Linked DNA regions of Sus scrofa: region 2 is linked to region 1. A link is a contact called in public HiChIP or PLAC-seq data. All regions are on one chromosome and are shown on one strand. Each heading gives the region's core, a stretch centred on a gene start, on an enhancer-like site or on the middle of the called end of the contact. The rest is flanking DNA. Distances are from core to core; before and after follow the strand shown. Region 1 overlaps LOC110259878 (a long non-coding RNA gene). Region 2 overlaps PACRG (parkin coregulated gene protein).

Region 1 (4,028 bases), core at 588-3,087:
TCGTCAGAGGCTCTACAGCCCCACTTTACAGGCAACACAGGGGACAGAAGGACGAACTAAACAATGTCACAAAGAAGCAATGGGACAAATCCAGGAGGTGAGGTGTCGCACAGTGTAATTGGCCCAAAATAAGTTGATACCCTAAAAAAAGGACAGTTATGAATTAAAGAGACTTAAGGAACATGACCACCTGTGAAAACGAATGGCCATGGATTTGTTATTGATTTGCACAAAATTACGGTAAATAACACACATTTTGAACATAGACTATTGATGAGAAGAAATTTAGTGAAGTAGAAAGGTAGAGATCATTGAATAAAGATATGAAACAATACACTCATTTTGTCTAATTTTAAGATTTTTTTTTTCGGGCCTCTAAGATATTCACAGCCAGGATCACTCAGTGATAAAAGGGTTTCTTCTTCTTTTGTGCTTGCTTCTATTTTCTAGATTTGCACCATGCATATGTACCACTCCATCTATTGTGGGTTGAATTGTGTTCCCCCCCAAAATTCACTGTGACTTTATTGGGAAATAGGGTCCTTGCCCATGTAATCAGTTAAGATGAGTCATCCTGGAGTAGCCTGGCCCTGAGCCGGTATCCCTGCTGTCCTCATAAAAAGGGGAAATGTGAACACACGCGGAGCATGCCAGCTCCGATGAAGGCGGAGATTGAAGCCGTCATCTCACAAGCCAGGGGGGGACTGGGAGAGCGCGGCCTCAGCGGGAAGCAGCGCAGCCCGCACCGTGTCTCCAACTTCTGCGCGCAGCACCCCGAGAAAGCAAATTGTGTTGTTTAAGCACCCCGGTCGTGGTACTTCAGTGCTGCAGCCAAAGGGAGGTGATGCAACATCTATAATAAGAAGAAAGGACTTAAACGCAGAAGTTAAAATAGCAAAGCCTGGGGCCCGGGTGGGGGGCGCCCGCCCTCACCGGTTCAGGAGCTTCTATTTCAAGGGCAAGAGGTTCCATTTTATAAACAGCTTGGACCAGAACTTTCTTCGTTACACTGCCTGCCCGGCCTTCCTGTCCGGGGAGCTCATGAGTCAGGCTCCTCTTGAGTCACCTCTGCTCCCCAGCAGCGCGGGGAAGAGGCTGCGCTCCCGGGAGCCTCCGGCAGCGGCCCTCACTGCTCCCCGAGGCCCGCCGCTGAGCCAGCGTGGTCCCGGTGCCCTCAAAGAGCCGCCGAGGCTATTCTTATAATGAAGCGCCTCATCCTCCCGTTACGTGGCCCAGAGGCCCGGCCAGAAACCTGAGCCGTCGGGGCCAGGAGATCAAAATAACTTCCAAGAATAACCCGGGCCGCGCTGCTCCCCGGGCGCCCCGCGGAAGCCCCGGCCGCCCCCGCTTCCTCCCGCGCTCCCCAGGAACGGGCCTATCATGTCCCACACGCTGAAATTCAATAAACTGGAACAATCGGAGGAAGTGTGGAGCTTTCTCCGCACCGGGACCCTGCTTATCAAAGTGACAAGATTGATTCAGTTGCTACAAACGTCCGAAGACTTCCTTTCCCAAAAGAAAGGCCGGGAGGAAGGTCATGTCCTTCGGCCACCTCCCCCGAGCCAGGCGCTGCATCTGCTTCTCTTCAAGCTGGTCCGGCAGGCGGCCCCCTTCCCAGCTCCTCTGTGCGTCCCTCCAGGGGGCGGGTGAAGGCAGCGGCCCTGTCACCTGCCTGGGAAGCGGCAGGGGAGGGAGGCACGTGGAGGGGAGACCCCAGCGAGAGAGGAAAGGGGCGGGGAGAAGAGGCAAAGGAGGGGGAGGCAAGGGCCCCTCCCCAGTGCCCGTGGTACCACCCTCTGCAGGGACCAGGCCCTCCAGCCAGGGCCCCCACCTGGGCTCCCCGCCTCCTCCGCTGCCCACCGAAGCCAGCACAGGCCCTCCCCTCCCTCCCCCGTGCCAGCCCTCAGAGTAGAGCACATTCTGAGCTAACTGTGTCGCTCCGAGTCCCGTCCCTGTCCCAGTCCTTGTCTGGGCTGCTCCCCTCAGGGAGTGACTGTCCCGTCCTTTTACAGGTGGTCAGGCAGAGCCTTCCCCCGACCTTGCTGAAGCCCCCAGCCCCTCTGCCCTGCACCCTGCGCCCTTCCCCTTGGAGGTGGCTAAGCTCACACCCCCTGCACTTCCCACAGAGCCCAGGTGAGCAGGGGGCACTGCCCAGCGGGCACTGAGGAAAGCTGCAGCCCGACCAGAAGCAGCATTGTGACATTAGAGCAGGTGTCCTCGGGTCTACCTCGGGGCCCCAGGGCCCTGCAGCCTCACCACAGGCCGCAGTCAGAGAAGCAGCCGCTGGACTGAAAGCCAGGCTCCCCCCTACCCGCCCCAGTCTGAGCCAGGACAGCACGACCGTGGGTCCCTCTGAAAAGAGGGGACGCATCAGAGTTTGGCCACCGCCGCTGGCGGAGGAAGAGGCTGCTCCAGGGGTAGATGGAGCTTCATAAACCTGAGACAGCCGGAAACAGCGCCTCCACCTGCACGACCCTGGGCCTCAGAGTCAGACTGTTTTTGAACAAAATGTGTCAAAGGGATGAGATCTTTTTCAAGAGCTACATGGACCCTCTCTTGACCGTCTCTGCTCTGGGAGGACGCCCTGACTTTCCTGCTCCCAGAAAGCCAAGAACCAGGCCCCAGACAAGGAGGACAAATAACTGCCTGAATGGGCTGCCTCATTTGTGTCCTTGGGAGACAAAGGGATAATCCAGGCCTAATTTAGACACAACTTCAGAATCCTTCTGAACACGACTGACCAGCCAGGGTTGCCTGTAAGCTGAAGCCTGCTTGCCCGGCAGGCTCCTGGTGAGAGGGACCCTCTGGTGCCCACCCACCAGCTGGCTGGGTCCTCTCGCAGGCACGCTCAGCGCCGTGGCCTGGACCCCTGCTTGCTCAGTACTCAGTTTCTCGAACTCTCTCTCCCACGGTCTGGCCGTGCAGAGCGCTGGGCTGGACCGTGGGATCCACACACTCCAGTCAGCAGCCTCCTCCAAACAGGCCGCCGCGAATGTCCACGGTACCTGGGTTACACGGAGCCGTGTCAGTCTGTCAGTCAGTGAGTCAGTCTACATCCTCTGAGCGCCTTCTAGAGAGATCCTGAACCCTGGCAGGGGAGGGGAGGCAGATCCTTTTCTTCAGCTAATGAAAACTACGACTTCCTGTCAGATGCATCGGCTACAAAAATAGAGGAAATGCAATGAAAACTCCTCCAGAAACAGTGTGTGTGCGGTATCACATGACACGCCGAGTGAACCAGTCAGGGCTGGTGGAGGCCATGCTCGGTCACACCTGAGGCTCCAGTGCCCCCCCAAACACATGCACTTCCCACTCTGCTTCTGTCCTATCAGTGGCCTGTGGTCCCCAAAGGGCCCGGGACTGGATGAAGAGGGCCGGCCGCCTCTGGCCTCCCCCACCCGTGAAAACGCCCTGTCCCCCAGTTTCCCACCATCTTGCCCTCGGCCCCATGGGTCTGAGAGTCGCTGGCCAGCGCCTAAACCAGTCACTGGCCATGGAGGGGAAAGAGGCCTCCGGGACCGGCTCAACCCCCAGGGGGCTTAAAGGGACAAAGGAATCGAGAAACCCCTGCTGGGAGGCCTCAACCTCGCCATCTGCCTGTGCACACAAGCTGCCCACGATTTCAGGGACCTCATGGACCCTTCTAGTCCCTCCAAAGACCACACACTAAGGTTCCTCCAGGGCCCACGGGCCAGACACCATGTCACCACGAGGTAGACACCCACGGTTCTCCCCTGGACAGGCACGGATCCTGCTGGGAGGGGACCCACAGGACCGGCCCTACGACGACGACCACAGGCGGCGTGAAAACAGCTGCTCCGGAGGCCAGAGGGAGGGAGGCGGCCTGGGCCACGTGGGGGAGCGGAGTGGATGTAAGAATGGACGGGGGTGCAGGCTGAGGCCAGGCAGGGAAGGCGTGGCCAGCAGGCATTCCAGACCCAGAAAAAGCCCGGCGAGTTCACATGACGGAGGGTTTGCAGCTGTGGTTACGGCTCAGCCACTGCGGGCCCACTGCTCTATTTGTACGG
Region 2 (4,028 bases), core at 589-3,088, 140 kb before region 1:
ACTGCCCTGAAATGCCTGTGAGCACTGAGCATGCGCTTAGTAAGCTGAAATCACCCACCCAAGTAATCTGGTGGCTGTACTACCTTCAGGAGGTCTTTCTAAGAGGACATGGACTTGGATACCACTATGTTATCCAGTTATCAGCTCAAATATTGTATTCCTTTCCAAGCCATGCATAACATTGGGTTTTGTTCTGTCTTCTCTTATTCTTCACCTGTTCTTCCATCTGATCCATGTCTCTGATTAAGGAATCAGGCTTTCTCTTCAAGAATACCTGCCCATTTCCTGGGCATATTTGCTTCCCCAGTGAAAGCTTTAAGTGAGTCATTCACCTGATTGGTACTTTCTGAAAAAAAGAGAACCATGTGAAGATAAATGCTTCTTTCCACCTGATAAATCTTGGGTTTATCAACAAGTCAATTCATTAAAATATCATGACCCTTCATAAGATTTTCTTGTATAGGCACAATGACACTATTTGCTTTTATACTCCTATATGAAATAATGAATTCACATCAGTTGTTACATAACTTGTAATAAATAGATCATGAAAATACTGCTAAGGAATGTCATTGAGTTTCTGAGGAAGCGGTTTAATTTCTTCTATACTCGTGAGCAACTTACTTGGTTGTTCAAGCATATGGAGAGGCCAACAGGCTCTGTTTCTTAGGTTGAAATTGTGCAGAAAATCAGATAATAATCTGATTTGTAATCTCAAAGAGTATCCACAAATTATTAACAACAATTTCTGCCTCTCACAGAGTGAGCACTCCACGATCCCACATCAGATGCTGCATGTCTTTTGCTGGATTGGTATTTTTATACATAGTAATTTGGTGCTCAAGCAGTTACAACATTTAACGGGTGGCACTCAGGTTGTAAATAACAGAGCGAGGGTGTGGTCCAGATATATCTGCTTCACAATCTGCATGGCTAACTACTTGGCTGTGCAACCTTCCCCAGAAGTCAAAGCAGCATTAAATCACTTAGTCACCTGTGTCGGTACCTGGGTAGGAGAGGCTGAGGTGAGATGACAGGGCTGAGATGCTGGGCTTAAGGACGCTGGCTTGAGAGATGCTGGACTGAGGGGTGTTGGGCTGAATGATGGGTCCAGAGATGATGGGCTGAAAGATCCTGCTACACATTGCTTCTCGCTGCTGGCACCAGAGTTTGAAGCCAGGTCAGATTGACTCTTATACCTGCCCATCCATTACCTCAGTACCACACCGCAGGCTGTTTTGTAAACTTAGGCTTAGATGAAGAGTACACAATAAAGCCTTGTTAACAGAAGCATCAGCAAACTTTTATCTACACACACAGCATCTCAATGGCCGACTGAGTGATCCAGATGGCCACTTGGGGACAGCAGAGGCTCAGGGGCAGCAAAAAGGCAAGCAGGGGTTGGAGATGAAAGAGGCAATTCTCAATTATTCTGCGGGTCCCTAGAGATGAACACTGTGAACTTGTTCCCAGTCTCTGAGTCTCATGCCAGCTGTCCCCCGCCCCTTCCTCAGCCACCACCCAAGGACGTGTCCCTGGAAATGTTCCACGTGTGTGGGGGAGGGAGAACTGGAGGTTATTTGCTTGTGATGGAAAAAGAAAATACACATACATCTCCAGCCAACCCTTGCTATAGACATATTTTTGCTGTTTTACAAACTAGACCACAGCACTTCATTAGTAGTCAGTAACCTGCACTGGTTTATTTCTCACCATGAACCACTCATTTACTATGAATGTGTTTTTCATCACTGACTGAAGCAAAGTACCATGCTCACCATGACCACCTGAGTTCCACCTGGTCACCAGTGCACAGGAGGCTGGCAAGGCTGGGGAGGTGCAGCCAACTAACACGTGCTGATGGGAGCCGGTGCTGAAGCAGGGCCAAGCTGGCCCAGCATGCTGTTGGAGCTGTCCTTGCTGTTGATCTAAAACAAAGCCCCTGTTCCCTTCCCATCCTTTTAGCCTTAGTGCTCTTAGGGAAGGTTTAATGATTCTTGATCAAATCTCAACTCAGATCGGTTATCTACATACATTCTTAGGGCTTAACCTCCTCAGTTCCTCTTATGGTTTCCACTGAAAGCAACAGGCTTTTCTAGGCCCTTTTTTATTCCCCTGCTCTGTTGCGAAATAGCTGCTACCTTTCTCTTAGTGAGCCAACTGCTTCCCAACCACGAGCGACGTCATTGCTTTCACTAATTTCTGAAAATTTGTAGTCACAAAATCAGCGGAAGGATAATGTTACTGAAGAAATCCCAACATTTTAGGCCTTGCTTAAATTAATAGTTTTACTTTATCCTGGTTCTCAGTTAAAACATGAGGCAAGAATGGTTTTTGGAATGTTGTTCTGTCTATAAAGTCAATCCAGTTAGGACCGTGGATGAGTCTTATTGCCTTCCACCATGATCATAATCCCCACTTATTTCCAAGCTGCTGAAACTAATCTCTTAAGCCATGATATATCCGAAAAGAAACTCTTGCTGCTTAATGTGGCCTCTTACTTAAGCCTAATATGGCAGGCTTCACTGGAGACAAGAACTTCAAATTATTTAACTGACAACATTAATAAAATGATGCTTAAAACATGGTCATATATGAAATAATAATTATCTATGTAAAGAGAACACTTCCACCAATATTATCTCACTTTATCTTTACAAGCAGTCTTGTGGTGTACGTATTGCCCTATTTTGTTGACAAGGAAACTGAAACTTATAGACGTTGATTAACTCCTTCAGGGCCTCAGAGGCAGTAATTTGCAGACAACGGTCTTGTTGGAAGGTTTTAAGTCAGGCTCAAACGGGAGCGTAGCTTTGCTAGGCAGGAGCAGAGTGGTAGACAGGCTGCGAGTCCGGGGAAGAAAGAGGTCCTGGTGGACCTTTGCTGTGAAGGAAGCCTGTGGAGGAAGCATAGCTTGAAGAATCACTGGGATTTCATTGTGTAGAAGATAGAGCCATGAGGGAGCTCCCTGGTGACTAGAGGTTCAGGGTTCGATGTTGTCACTGCTGGGGCTCAAGTTCAGTCCTTGGCCTGGGAACTTCCGCATGCTTTGGGTGAGGCCAAAAAAATGATAATAATATTTTTTAAAAAAAGAAGAAGAAGGAGATACAGCTGCGAAACAATGTGTTCCGTATTGCACAACCGTAAATACTGGTTGAACGGATGAGGTTGGAAGGTATCGAAGATCAGGAAAATGACCCAGAAGCTGAGAAGGCAAACTTCCCGTGGTGGAGGGGACCCTGAGTAGGGCCCTAGCTCTGGGAGAGGGTCCCTCGGGAGAAGCAGGAGGAGATGGGGAGGGAACGGTGCTCTGGTGCAGAGAAGCACATGGGAGGCGAGGCTAAAAAGTGCTGGCCTCGTCTGCGGATTGAGGTCAAAACTGCTTTGCTTTTGACTAATCAACTTTACCCTGAAAACAAAGGGAAGTCATTGGCGACTGGTAGGAAGTTTTAGGACAAAGCCCAGGGTAGGAAGACGAGCAGGAAGTGAAGCACGAAGTCTACAGAAGCACCTCTGCCCCTGATTTTAAGAACCCCACCCCGTGTCCTTCCAAAGCCTCCTTTCAAGTCTTCCATCAGGGGGAAGCAGTGGGTCTAAAAGGCAACCTAGCTGGAAGGGGTAGGGAGAAAAAAAAAGAGAGAAAAAGAAACCTTGAAAACTTCCCTTTCTTGATTTGTACCCAAAGAGATCTGTTGTAGGGTCACTCTTTTCATTAGGGTTTTTAAGCTAATCAGTAGACCTTATTAAAGAATTACAAAGCTTTCACTGTAAGAATAATTAAGTGAAGTAATTTCCTACATCTAAAGTGATCAAATATGCTTGTGAAATTAAAAAAAAAGTAGGCTAATGATAAAAATATAGTTGTAATGAAACTGTATGCCATTTATTGATTTTATTATGTACGTCCTTTTTGCATCCTTAATTCAAAGCATTGAAATGCTGATTTGGTTTGTAATAAAATATGGAAAAATCCTGGTACTGTAGGAAGCTTGTCACTCTAATGGATGCCTTGCTCACTAGAACAGTAT

Evidence for each region. HiChIP or PLAC-seq counts read pairs in DNA pulled down with a chosen protein or histone mark.
Region 2: an H3K27ac HiChIP or PLAC-seq map of alveolar macrophages shows a contact between it and region 1. The contact joins two enhancer-like sites. A contact is called at or near these places in 6 of 47 Hi-C or Micro-C datasets (alveolar macrophages, heart right ventricle, liver and 3 more) and 2 of 2 datasets of contacts at active chromatin or transcription factors (alveolar macrophages and skeletal muscle).

Annotation. Positions count from the first base shown.
Region 1 is chr1:4,946,515-4,950,542 of Sscrofa11.1, reverse strand. LOC110259878 (a long non-coding RNA gene) reads right to left here. Exons shown (of 2, transcript XR_002342280.1): 1 at 3,006-4,028; 2 at 269-853. Among named protein-coding and RNA genes, the nearest start is that of QKI, 65 kb to the right of the region's middle. Within about 2 kb of position 1,837, at least 27 of the 83 cell types and tissues checked have an H3K27ac peak or open chromatin away from gene starts, as enhancers often do. A contact at or near this core is called in alveolar macrophages and retroperitoneal adipose tissue, where this site is marked.
Region 2 is chr1:5,086,966-5,090,993 of Sscrofa11.1, reverse strand. The region is part of intron 4 of PACRG (parkin coregulated gene protein); the gene reads left to right. Among named protein-coding and RNA genes, the nearest start is that of QKI, 210 kb to the right of the region's middle. Within about 2 kb of position 1,838, at least 15 of the 83 cell types and tissues checked have an H3K27ac peak or open chromatin away from gene starts, as enhancers often do. A contact at or near this core is called in alveolar macrophages and retroperitoneal adipose tissue, where this site is marked.